Linked DNA regions of Mus musculus: regions 2 and 3 are each linked to region 1. The links are chromatin contacts, called in public HiChIP or PLAC-seq and promoter capture Hi-C maps. All regions are on one chromosome and are shown on one strand. The core of a region is the stretch at or near the end of the contact, and the rest is flanking DNA. Distances in the headings are between cores, read along the strand shown.

The links. Promoter capture Hi-C pulls out the DNA fragments that hold promoters and counts their contacts. HiChIP or PLAC-seq counts read pairs in DNA pulled down with a chosen protein or histone mark.
Region 2: a promoter capture Hi-C map of hematopoietic stem and progenitor cells shows a contact between it and region 1, with 2.4 times the contacts expected there. The contact joins the enhancer-like site here to the promoter of Hoxa9 in region 1. A contact is called at or near these places in 7 of 39 promoter capture datasets (the 3T3-L1 cell line, 3T3-L1-derived adipocytes, hematopoietic stem and progenitor cells and 3 more), 2 of 484 Hi-C or Micro-C datasets (the C2C12 cell line and embryonic fibroblasts), 4 of 115 datasets of contacts at active chromatin or transcription factors (acute myeloid leukemia, embryonic stem cells, neural tube and 1 more) and 3 of 9 other capture datasets (embryonic stem cells, liver and macrophages).
Region 3: a contact with region 1 is called in an H3K4me3 HiChIP or PLAC-seq map of stem cell-derived neural progenitor cells, with 22 read pairs. The contact joins the enhancer-like site here to the promoter of Hoxa9 in region 1. A contact is called at or near these places in 3 of 39 promoter capture datasets (the C10 cell line, the HPC-7 cell line and neural stem cells), 7 of 115 datasets of contacts at active chromatin or transcription factors (acute myeloid leukemia, bone marrow-derived macrophages, embryonic forebrain and 4 more) and 3 of 9 other capture datasets (adipose tissue, liver and macrophages).

Annotation. Positions count from the first base shown.
Region 1 is chr6:52,225,086-52,229,420 of GRCm38.p6, reverse strand. It overlaps Hoxa9 (homeobox A9), which reads left to right and starts at 2,051. Exons shown (of 2, transcript NM_010456.3): 1 at 2,051-3,893. The coding sequence starts at 3,317. It overlaps Gm52902 (a long non-coding RNA gene), which reads right to left and starts at 1,917. Exons shown (of 2, transcript XR_003956434.1): 1 at 1-1,917.
Region 2 is chr6:51,740,903-51,745,237 of GRCm38.p6, reverse strand. No RefSeq gene overlaps it. Among named protein-coding and RNA genes, the nearest start is that of Gm38811, 32 kb to the right of the region's middle. Within about 2 kb of position 1,782, at least 17 of the 459 cell types and tissues checked have an H3K27ac peak or open chromatin away from gene starts, as enhancers often do. A contact at or near this core is called in hematopoietic stem and progenitor cells, where this site is marked.
Region 3 is chr6:51,942,852-51,947,186 of GRCm38.p6, reverse strand. The region is part of intron 4 of Skap2 (src family associated phosphoprotein 2); the gene reads left to right. Among named protein-coding and RNA genes, the nearest start is that of Skap2, 68 kb to the left of the region's middle. Within about 2 kb of position 2,111, at least 8 of the 459 cell types and tissues checked have an H3K27ac peak or open chromatin away from gene starts, as enhancers often do. A contact at or near this core is called in stem cell-derived neural progenitor cells, where this site is marked.

The DNA.
Region 1 (4,335 bases), core at 802-3,301:
GGTAAAGGGCTGGCTTAGAGAAAGCTTCGAGGTTTCATTCCCCCCACCCCCTCGGTACACAGTTTTGAATGTGCTAAGGTGTGCATAAGGGAAGCTGGTCAGGTCCGTGTTTTCTGGCCTGGTGGGCCTCTGCGCAGACAAGGCCTCGGTTACGATCACGACCGGATGGCGGCGGCCTTGCGTTAGCGGCTGCCCGAGAGATCCGGTGAGGGGGCACCCGCGGCGTCTTTGTGTGCCCACATCGAGGGCAGGAAACACTTTGCCAGATCCATTGGTTCGGAAATTGGAATCAGGGCTGAATTCCTGCCTAGGTTCTGTGTCGCCCGACTACTGAGAACGCTTCAGCGGGAAGCTTCTGACCGACTCTGCCAGCTTTACGGGTCCTAACTCGGGCTTTGACCGTGATGAGAGAGCCTCACCGGGTCCAAGGCTTGACTGCTCGCTGGCTTGCTAGCCATTTTAGATTCAGAAAATGTCCTGCCTTGTGCAACTGAGGGTTTGAGAAGGGAGACCTTCCCAGGTCCAATATATTTTAAATGAGTGAAAACAATCCCAAATTCAAGATCAGGGAGGGCACAAACTGGGGCACTGGTACTAAATTGTAATCTAAGAAAACCAGCCTAACGACTCTTAATACAGAAACCTGAAACAAACCACCCTCTCCCCACCCCCAACAACACAGGCACTGCCTGAGACCACAGAACTCTGTTTCCCTTCCCGGCTCAGGCTGATGCCCGGGAATTGTTTTCGTTGCTCAGCCAACAACCTGTTATCTGAGTGACCAGTACTCCAGGCTCCCTCCAACTCTTCTCTGCCATTTTCTGCATCCGGGTACTGGGCTTATTTCAAAGACCAACGTTTTTGGAAGATTCTCAGTTGAGCATGAGGTGTTGTGTGGTTGCATCCATTTATTATTTCTAGATGTGTATACAACTCATCCAAAAGAAAGCAGAAATAAAAACCTGTATACTTTAGGATCATGTTTCTAGACTCACAAGGACAATATCTCCTTTTATGAATTTTCCCCCTTTTGGGCCACATGTAAACAGCTGCTTAATACTCAGTACCTAATTCTTTGTAATTTTTCTGTTTTGAGACTAAAGTTTTAAAAGTATTTTAAATTAATAAATATTAATGATATTAATGATGATGGTGATGATACATATCTTCTCTGAATACAAAAAATGAAAAAGTCAGCCAGGAATACTCTACCATTTACTATTACAATTAAGAGCAGAGTTATACTCCTGGGTTATTGCTTTAATGAAAACCTGAACCTCAGAGGACTACCGGATATTTAGAACACCTTGGGTTGTGTTGGGGGTGTGTGTGTCTTGGAGGAATTTGCAGGGAAAGGAAAAATATTAGGGGGAGGGGACTGAGGCAGTCAGGACAGGCCACATCCAGTTCCTGGCGCTGACCACTTTCTTCTTCCTGCCGACAAGCGAGGGGGTGTGGATCCCGGGAGCTTCCCAGCCCCTCTCTGGTGGAGAGCCTAATATTTGGGGGAATCTGTCAGAGCGTTGGAAAGTGTCTCCTTGAACTATTTCTGAGGAAGAAAGCAAAAACAAAGATGGAAATGTCTCGGGTCAGCATTTTTGTGGATAGTGAAGTAATGAGAAACATACTCTTGGAAGGCACAAAATTCACACGTGAATTTAATTACACAGTTTCTAAGAGCTGTTGCTTTGTGTTCCAGATTGGGATGGGGCCACCGCCCCTCCCATTAACAACAGTGGCTGTGGCCTTCTCACTTTTTTTCTCTTATTCCCAAAGATTCTAAGGGGTGAAAAATAACATCCTCCATTTGACCAAAGGATGAGATTAAAGTCAATGTCCAGTGTTCCTCCCGGGTTAATTTGTAGCACTGGACTTGAGCTGTAGTTTGACTATGGGATCTCTGTTGTTCTGTTTCAAGGATAACCAAGGCAGGGGCGCTGGAGATGGGGGCGGGGGGGAAAGAGAGGAAGGGAGGGAGGGGAGTAACAAAAGAAGGAAAAGGGGAATGGGAAGGAAGGGGAAAAAAAGTGGGGTGATAGAGGAATAGGAGGAAAAAACAGAAGAGGGAAGGATACCAGAGCGGTTCATACAGGGCCCAGAAACTAGGCGAGGTGACCCCTCAGCAAGACAAACACCTCTTGATGTTGACTGGCGATTTTCCCCATCTCCAGTCTGGGGAGCGGGACTAGGCATACAGATGATGGAGCTTAGAACCCGCTGGCTAGGGAATAAAATTCGCTGGGCAGTTTGTGCTCAAAGAAGTGGGCCAGGGCGCTTGTGACACAATCAGGGCGTTTGTGACACAAACCCTTGAGGGTTGGCAGTTCTCTCCTTGGCGGTTGCTCTGGTTGCTCTGTGGGGCCTTCCCTGTGGAGCAAGGGTGATCTGGCCGATGTGCAAGCGCCTGGCTGGCTTTCCAGTCTGACTAGGGTCGGTAGCCCATTTTAGGTGGTTGTATCATCGACGGTGCGTCGCGACAGGGGCGGTGGTCACTCTGTTTGAGGTGGAGAGAGCCTTGTATTTGACTTTTCTAGGCCGGCCCTGGGGGCGCGCGCGGGCGGGGGGCTCACATCTCTGAGGACTGCAAGGATTATTTACAGGGTATTCACCAACCAAACACAACAGTCTAATTTAACCTTTCCAAGTCCTCATAAATTTTTACAGGGAGCCACAGCGAGGCAAACGAATCTGTTGGTCGCTCCTGACTTTCCACCAGCCTGTGTGGCTTCCGAAACAATAACTCCTTATGAAATATCATAAATATAGATTTAAATACAGTAGAGTGAGAATGCGATTTGGCTGCTTTTTTATGGCTTCAATTATTGTCTAATTTTATGTGAGGGGCTCTGCTGGCCGTGCTCACACGCGGGACCCGCGCCTTCCTGATGGCGTGATTAATTGTGATATAAAATAGTCCGCTTAAGAAGTGTGTGTGTCTGGTATGTGTGTGTGTTGGGGGGGTGGCAAGGGAGAGTACAGAGGCAAGGCCAGATTTGATCTTTTAATCTTCGTTGGCCACAATTAAAACAAACCAGATCGTGGAGCTGCGCGATCCCTTTGCATAAAAACATATGGCTTTTGCTATAAAAATTATGACTGCAAAACACCGGGCCATTAATAGCGTGCGGAGTGATTTACGCGTTATTGTTCTGCCGGGCGGACACGTGACGCGCGTGGCCAATGGGGGCGCGGGCGCCGGCAACTTATTAGGTGACTGTACTTCACCCCCCCCTGGTGCCACCAAGTTGTTACATGAAATCTGCAGTTTCATAATTTCGGCGGGTCGGGCTGGGCCGGCCAGGCGCGGGCTACTGCAATGGCCACCACCGGGGCCCTGGGCAACTACTATGTGGACTCCTTCCTGCTGGGCGCCGACGCTGCTGATGAGCTGGGTGCGGGACGCTACGCTCCAGGGACCCTGGGTCAACCCCCAAGGCAGGCGGCAGCTCTGGCCGAACACCCCGACTTCAGTCCTTGCAGCTTCCAGTCCAAGGCGGCGGTGTTTGGTGCCTCGTGGAACCCAGTGCACGCGGCGGGCGCCAATGCGGTGCCTGCTGCAGTGTATCATCACCACCACCACCCCTACGTGCATCCCCAGGCGCCCGTGGCGGCGGCGGCGCCGGACGGCAGGTATATGCGCTCCTGGCTGGAACCCACGCCCGGTGCGCTCTCCTTCGCGGGCTTACCCTCCAGCCGGCCTTATGGCATTAAACCTGAACCGCTCTCGGCCAGAAGGGGTGACTGTCCCACGCTTGACACTCACACTTTGTCCCTGACTGACTATGCTTGTGGTTCTCCTCCAGTTGATAGAGAAAAACAACCCAGCGAAGGCGCCTTCTCCGAAAACAATGCCGAGAATGAGAGCGGCGGAGACAAGCCCCCCATCGATCCCAGTAAGTGTCTCCTTCCTGCAAACCGGCCGCTGCCTCCACGCAGGCCACCAGGATCTACCAGCGCGTCAGCTTTCTCTGGAGCCTGCCTTCGTCCTCGATGGGTGCCTCTGGATCTAGGGTCCGAGAACCAGAAGTTGGTGTTTGGAACACCTCTGATAGGGGCCCCAAGTCCAGAGAACTGTGTGGAGCACCCGGGCCGGCTAGGGGAAAGGGAGGAGGCTGCTGCAGTGAGGGGGCGGGGCGGGCGGGCGAGTAGAGCGGAGACCCGCCGCCCCTCTCCTAAGCTGCCCTGGCCTAGGACAGACAGACTTTGGGCGGTTCTTCGAAAGCAGCGCAGAGAAGTCTTTTGTGCAGCTAGATTGTTCACAAACTGTGGCAGCAACGTCAGTCGGGCAATCTGACCCGGGAAGTTTGGGGAGACCTCAGATTCCCTCCATTTCTT
Region 2 (4,335 bases), core at 533-3,032, 480 kb after region 1:
CAACATTAGACATATTAAGAACAACAACCCAATCATTAAGCCCTCTGTGGTTCTCCTAGGAGCCAGCTCGATGGCTTTAATCAGGTTATGGCCAACTCATTCTCATCCCAGCCATTTATCTTCTGTGTTTATACACACACACACACACACACACACACACACACACACACACACACACGGCATTCTTCTTATCAGCAAAAAATAAAATAAAATAAAATAAAGTAGTCAAAATTGAAAACAAAAGGCCTTTTATTTTTTCTACATTAAGTAACATCTACTTGCTGTCCTTAGCTGGCAAACAACAAAATAGGTTGATTCTGGTAAAGTCTGTCAGGTGTTAATTATTTGGGGGTTCTGGGGTTGTTTTTCCTACAACAGGAGATGGCTTGAGAGTAAGCCCGCACAGAAATCTGAGACTGCAGGGCCTCAGAAGTCACCAGCCCACCAGTGCATTTCCTCCTGACGAGGCACCCACCCTCAGACAGGCAGAAATGGATGTGAGTTTGTCACAGAAAGTTATGCTTTTTTTTTGGGGGGGGGGGCTGGTTTGGTTTTCAATCCCTCAGCTTTATCACCCATTTTATGGGCTGGAGTTAAATGGCAGTACAATGCAGTTTGGTCTCTTACTGCTCAGCACTAACAGCCATGATGAGCCATAATTAGAAGTAAAACCACCACATAAATAACGTGGCAGAAAAATTGCCACTGTGAGAAGCACAGACTTTGGCTCTGGAAATTCCAGCGGGCCTTATGCATCTTTCACCCTCAAGGGGCACGGAGTATTTTAGCCCCCGTATTTGTCTCACTAAAGCCAAAATGGGAGCCATTTAGACTTTCAAATAAGCTTTTGAAAATAGAGAGTGCAGTTTTAAACAGACTGTCTTCTACAAAAGTGGGATGTAGAAGCCTATATCATCTAGAGGGCAGGCCAGCCAGCTGCAAAGGCTGGGAGGTAAAGTGGTCAGAGCCCCGAGCTCACTAGAAAAAAACGGTACAAGGGAGGAAGGAGGTCCTACCTCCTGCATCATTAAGGCTCCATGTGCTCCTCTGAGCCAGAGGAGGCCGGCACACCCAGCATAGCAGCCTATGCTTGCTCAGGACATCTTGCAAATGTCACTTATGGGTGAAATCAGGGAGTCGTGTATTTTTTTAAACTAGTATTTCCTAGGCCTTTCACATAATCCTCTTTATTTCTCATCACAGCCTTAAGAAGTCAAGGAAGAGAAAACCAATGCTATTCCATACCTGAAAATGATCTTAAGAAAAGAGGGCTAACAGCCAGAGGTGCTCTGCATACTCTGCCAGCCCGTTGTGGCCAACAGAGAAATTAAGGCCTGAGACTTCTTCTGTGGATGACATAGAAAACTGGAACAAGTTCTCTTTTCCCGACCTCGCCTCTCTTAGCCAGAGGTGAGAAAAACAAATCCTCACAGCACATCATAATTAGAGGAATGCCTCACTTATGGAAGTGAGAGCCACTTTTAAGATTGGCTTAAGAATATTTATTTACTTTTTTAAAATGCCCTATACATTTTTCTATGGGTCAGCCAGAATCAGCAAGGTCTAGGCTTCCTGCAGAATTAAAGGGAAGGTCCATCTGGAGACTCCGTTTCAGCGTCTACAGACCAAACAAACAAAAAGCAAAAGCAAATCCATTAGCAACTACGTCGAACAGTTTCATTTGTTTTGTCTAAAATGTGCCCTGGATTACACAGTACAGGAAGTAAAATGTCTCCACGATCTCCCAGCAAGCACAGCTCCGATTCACACGGGAGCGTGTCTACGTTTTTATCTGCTTAGACCACATATGGCAGGGCACGGGACGTTTTTAAATTGAGATATGAAGTGCTCAATTTCTTTCTTTGGAGCTGTTTTAGTCTAACAAATTTACCGCACGTCTCGGAAAACACATAGCTTTGCCAAAGTTGGTGAGTAGCCCGGCATGGTTTATCTCCAGCCCACAGCTCTTTCCCTGAATTCAATACTGCAGGCACAATTTAATGCAAACCCAATTTATGACTTAATGCTCTAGGGACCTGGTGGGAGATTGTTACATTATTCTTTTCTAATCCTATTTGTGTTTTAATTTGCTAAGTCTGTAATGAGGTGCATGCCTTGAATAGATTCAAGATCTTTCACATTGCTTTTGACTTTGTTTAATATAATAGATTTTACAGTTTGCATTAAATACCCAGGTGCTACGGTCAGTATTATCTCTTTATTTTCTCAACTAGAGTGAATAAAATTACAGCATGAAAGTAATTGTGTACATGTTTCCTTGTTTATTGTAATGGTTTATTTCCCATTATAATTCTTGATTCAAATTACATCTAGTTCTCCAAAAGTCAATTCTCCGTGGGCTCCCACTTCCCTCTCTCACACAGCTGTACCCTCTGAAGAAAATGCTGTATTGGCTGTCAATTGATCAGTTGAAAAAATAATAGAATAAGTTTTCTGGTCTAATTTATGATTTCATTAAACAGGAAGGGGGAGGGGAGAAGGTGGGGGAGGGGTTGCTATGTCACTATGTACCTGCCGCTGCTGTATTTGTGGCGTTTGTCTGAAACACACCATCTCTAATCAGAATTGCACATTGCCCAACTCCACGGTGTGTCATTTGCTGTCCATAACTGTGTTATAGCCAATTATAGCTAAACTCTCTGTTCTATATGCACAATCAAAGGGCGTCTGGAACGCATTTTGCTATTTTCTGAATCCTATTATTGCAGGCATGTTTATTATGTTCAAAAGATGGCTTTCTGAAATTACACTGGAATTGTACAACCCACCTGCCACTTCCCAACAAAAGGCCCTAAGCCTTCCTTCACGAGGGGAAAGTTCCCCCAGCCCCTGCTAACTTTTCCAGTGCTATTTTCTCCTACCACTGTTTTGAGAAGCCTCAATGCCCCGGCTTGTGAACATTTACAAAAGCAACCAAGTTCTCCAGTTAGCTCTTATTTTTAAATTAATAACACAGCGGGTCATTTTGATTCCTGTGGTGGATGGTGCTGGCTTTAATCATCTTTATTAACATTTCTCCGACTATGAATAAAGGGATTATAAAACATGCCTCAAACCATAAGGACTTGAAAGCCCTGAAGCAGCTCCTGGAGGTGAGCTGTCACAGGGATAAAAACTTCAAGTTGCGTCCTTCAGTTTCATTTGGGGCCATTTTAGGAGGAAAGTGGGTGCTGTAAGAAAGACACACGATATCTGTTTGGAAATGTAGCACCTCGTCATGAATTATTAAGGGAGGAAGGCAGACACTTCTAAAGCGAATACTTTCCTTCCCCGCTGCTGAAGCGTGGACCCTTAAATCCTCCACCCCCACACCACTGCCCAAGCTTACTCTATCACCAGCGTTTGCCTCGAAGGGCTAGGGGATATTATTACCTTTTTATTTGCTATTTTTACAGAAACCAACAAAGTGCTTTGAAAATATATAAGCACTTAATTCAAGCCAAGCTTCTTCATTCAAGCCCACTTCTAATTTGTTTTCCTGTAGCCAGGAGCCTGGAGAAGACACTGTGATTTATGTTTTCATTTATTTACTTTATTTGGGCTTTTCATTTAAGAAAAGAATTTCTTACACGACCCCTGACCCCTTCCTTCTGCACCATCTCGCCCACTCTCTCTACAGGCCGTCTCAGAGACAGACTTCTAAGTCACAGAGTAACACTTTGGGGACTTTGCCCACTGTCTGTGTAAGGGCTGGGCTCCTTCCACCACGGCAGCGGCAACACTGGGGCATTATCTCTACATCCATTAACAAAAGAAATTCTTTCATTTCTTGGAAGAACTCCCACCTGGGGGTCTAGCAGCCATGGCCTTGAGTGCTGAGTCTAGCTAGTCCCCACCTGGTGACCTCAAGGCAGATCCCATCCCTCTACACATTCATTGGTCCTGTCTTTCTGTCAACTAACATATCAGGTAACTTTTGTATGCCAGCCACTGGGCAGGTAGCAGGTAGTACAGGCAAGTTCCTGGCTTGCACTAAGTCAGCCAGGCAGAGAGACAGACAAGTGGCAGCCATGGTAACAGGAGATGCCAGGATCTTCAAGTGAATATCTGTAAGTGATGGTGTAAAATAGGGATGTCGGAGCTAAGTATAGTGCCACAGGCCAGTGACCTCAGCACTTGGGAAGCCAGAACAATGGTTCAAAACCTGCCTCTGTTGAATAGTGAGTTAGAAGCCAGCCTGGGCTACTTAGGACCCTGTCATAGATAGATAGATAGATAGATAGATAGATAGATAGATAGATAGATAGATAGATAGATAGAATAGGGATTCGTTATGATTTGAATATAAAATGTTCCCACAGGCTCATACATTTG
Region 3 (4,335 bases), core at 862-3,361, 280 kb after region 1:
GCATGGTAAGAGCACTGAGTGTTTGCTCCAGCCACACATTTGCTTCAGAGGATTCTCTTAGTACCGACTCAGACAGGCTGTTTTACAGGAACCAGTATAGAGAGGTTAAGTAACTTGTCTAAAGTTAGGACTGAAAACAAAAGTTGGTTTTCCAGTTTAGCCCAGTGACTTTCTCAAAAGTCATACTTTGTAAATGTCTTCCATTGAACGTGTTCTATTCTCTAGTAAGAGTCAAGGATACAGGAGGAAATCCTAATTTGAAAATCTGAAGTTGAAAATGACACGCCACTACAAATGGAAAATTCCACACCATGAAACTTGCACAAAATTATTAAAATATTATGTAAAATTACTATTTAAATATATATATCAAATGTATTTGAAACATAAATGACTTTCATGTTTAAACCTGTATTCTGTCTCCCAAATAATCTCGTCTTGTTTATGTAGATATTTCCATATCAGAACTGAATTAATTCTGTTCCTTCCTATGCATTTTAGATAAGGCTGCTCAGTGTGTCTTCTTCTTTAGGGGGAAACCCTCACTGCTTCTCTAGCGTATAATATTACTGTGCTTGAAAGAGCTTAATTTGAAATTGAATTATTTTAGTTTATTAGAGATTATAAACAGGTTCTCCACTTATAAAGCATAAACTACTTGTTCTTTTTTTAAATTATAAACATTTTAAAATCTGTATTTGAGTGTTTAATTTGCATGCGTGTATGTATGTGCATCATGTGCATACAGTGCCTGAGGTGGTCAGAAGAGGGCATCAGTTCTGAAACTGGAGTCACAGACAGTTGTGAGCTGCTGTGTGGGGGCTAAGAACTGAACCCAGAGCCTCTGCAAGAGCAGCCAGTGCTCTTAGTCACTGACCATCTCTTTATTCCTATTTTAAAATTTGGAAACAGGGTCTCTATGTGTAGCCCTAATGGACCTGGAGCTCATTCCATGTGCAGACCAGGCTGGCCTTTAAGTCACAGGCAGTGACGTAATCCTCTTGTTTCTGGTTCCTAAATTCTGGATTACAGTGTTTATCACCAAGTGCAGCAAGTATTTGGTACTGTAAAAGCAGACCTCAAATGTGATTTTTGTTGTTTATTTTTAGCTTCTGACCTATTCAATAATTTTTCCTTGTAGTTGTTTTCAACTACTTTTGCCACTTGTAAGTCAATATCCTCAAGTAACTTCTTATACCCTTAACTTCAAATCCTAATTCTTAGGAGGCTGACTGAAAGGCTTACCTGATCCAGTGGTGCTTGGGTCCCTCCCTGACGCAGTGCCCTCGCCCCTACAGTCTCACCCTTGCTGTGTGTCCTTCCCTCCTGCCCCAGTGCCCTCGCCCCTACAGTCTCACCTGTACTGTGTATCCTTTCCCTCCTACAGTCCCACCCATGTTTTGTGTTCTTTCCCTCCTATAGTCTCACCCTTGCTGTGTGTCCTTCCCTCCTAGTCTCACCCTTGCTGTGTGTCCTTCCCTCCTACAGTCTCACCCATGTTGTGTGTCCTTTCCCTCCTACAGTCTCACTCTTGCTGTGTGTCCTTCCCTCCTACAGTCTCACCCTTGCTGTGTGTCCTTCCCTCCTACAGTCTTACCCTTGCTGTGTGTCCTTCACTCTTACAGTCTCACCCATGTTGTGTGTCCTTCCCTCCTACAGTCTCACCCATGTTGTGTGTCCTTCCCTCCTACAGTCTGACCCATGTTGTGTGTCCTTTCCCTCCTGACCCAGTGCCCTCACTCACCTTGTTTTAGGGTTTGTAGTGAAACAAGATTTCTCCACTTTTAACTGTATTGTTGTTTGTGCCGAAAACCACTCCTTGTGTTTCTATGTTGGTTTCAGCTTCTGTCGTCACCCCACAGACCTCCTTCCTGAGTTGAGACCCCACATGGCTTTTCTGCCCCTCGTGGCTCTGCATCCTTTTTATTTTCTGTTACTCGCTTACCACAATTTGTAAGTTCATGAGGTTTTGTGTACCTTTTCTGCCTATCTTCCTGACTATATTATTGTAAGTTCCACCACTAAGGGGCCATGAGACTTGTTTACTTTTGTGATCTTCATGCATGGCACAGTGCCCACCATGTAACAGGCCCTCAGTAAATCTCTGTGTAATGAATGAATAAAAGCAATCTACTCTCAGTGCTACTGTTTGGTATGAGACCTCATCACAGTGAAATACTGTAGCTGCCTCCTAAACTAAAAGCCCTCTCAAATTCCTTTTATGTTTCTAATTCTACCCTGCCAGATTGATTTTATGAAATAGTACATTGATAGAATCATTTGCTTCCTCAGATCCTCCAGGAGTGGCAGATTGCCCACTGAATCAAGTCCAGGCTCCTCTGCTTGTTTTTAAAGCTCTTCTAATCATAATCTTTTACTTCTCTTTCACATAACTCTTTACTTTTATAGGCTAGCCCCTTTCATAAGTCATCAATATTTATTCTAAATGCTTACTATCTTCCAACATTCATAAGAAGGCCTGCAGCTCTCCTGCCTCCTTAAATAAATTCAGCCCTTCATTGCTTGATTTCCCATGCAGCTACTGCTTGATATACATTAGAACTTAGATTTTGACCATGTTCTTGAACAGATTCTTCAGTGTAAGTCTTGTTTTTACAACAGTATAGAGTAGCCAATGTGAAAGTTTTGCCTCCAAATACCACTAAGAAGCAGAGTTCAATTGAAACACTGTTTTATAGAATTGTATGACGTGCTCTGTCATAGGATTATCTAATTGAGTGTTATAGAAAAATGGAAATTTTTTTGTCTTGGATATTAATTGGAACATTTGATAACAGTGGAAATAGTCACATTTTATCTTTATTAAATTTCATTGATAATTATAAGGCTTCAGATTTTTGTGACATGTGACGCAGAACTACTTATAAAATTAAAGGTGCTCATTTATTATTTCAAAGTATATGGTAATACTATAAGGTCAAAGGCTGTGTTCTTTCTGGGGAAAATGATCATAGAAACATTCTTACAATTCTTAAAGACATTTAATATTCAGTTGATGGTAATTCTTAATATTTTAGAAATTGACCATCTGTTAGATAGACATCTTTTTCCTGAGTTCTAGAGATGGCCTTTAGGCCTGGGTAGGCAAACACTCTACCACCAGCTTCACCCACAGTTCTTGGAATCAGTTATACCAAATTCATGTTTTGATTCATAATCTAACAAAGAACATTCACTGCCTCTGTTATGTAGACTATTTTAAAACAATTGAATATTAGCATCCATTAAAATTTATGACTCACTACTTTATTTCAATTAATAAGTGAATTTAACTTCTTAAGTCCTTTGAAACTGTAGACAAGTTTAGAATGCCTTAGTTACCATGACAGACATTATACAGTCTCAAAAGAAATGACTTTTAAAACTACTTTTGATGTTGACAGTGCACACCACTGAAATTCATTAATTTGTTTTGATTCTTTATTGTATCAAATATTTGAGGGGCAGTAAATTAATTTTGCTTTAAATTTGTTACAGATTATATGGACATAGAGTATATACTATATATAATTTATTTTATAGATTTTATAATTTTGTTATCTTTAACCACAAAATGAATTCTTTTAGATGTATTAGATACATTTTTTAATATAATGAAATTTCCTGAAGTTACCTGCTAGTGAGTGGCAGGACAGGAACTGGAAAGCCAGACCTGACTCTTGAGACCATGGTGACCATTGTGCTCTCCTCTTACAGGTACAGTGTAGAATAAGGAATGAGTGCAATGATAAACAATCTGTTCGTGAATGAGTATAGAGTTCTTTGTTGTTTTTGATACAGCTGAACATGCATTTCTGGCTGATAGTAGAATTCTAGAGCAGGGACCTTGAGGTACCCAGAAGACTGCCAAATATTGATCCAAACTTTACTTAAATCATCTCAATTAATCTTCAAAGCAACCACATAAAGAAGGTATTCAAACTGAGGCTCCATAGAGGTTAACTCTCTTACTTTCCCCAGGGAGCCTAGGCTAACCTCACCCATCTTCTTTCGAATGTTAAAGCCATCTCCCTAGGATGTTTTCTCCTAGTTTTAAAAAGAAGGGAGGTCTTATTTGCCTGTGATGATTTTCTCATAGACAAAACTTTAGACTTGCCATTATAGGTCTCACAGTGTGGCTGTGTTCTGATTCCTGTCTTAGTGCTCAAACATTGGCTCAGGGTTATCATGAGGATTCGGTATCCCTTTCTGTAGTAGACCTTGACACTGATGGATCACTGTGCTGACACATGCTTGTCTTAGAGTTATACACTCCACAGTCTGTTTAAACAGTTCATTTATAACTGTTGAGTTATAAAATAGTATACATGACAA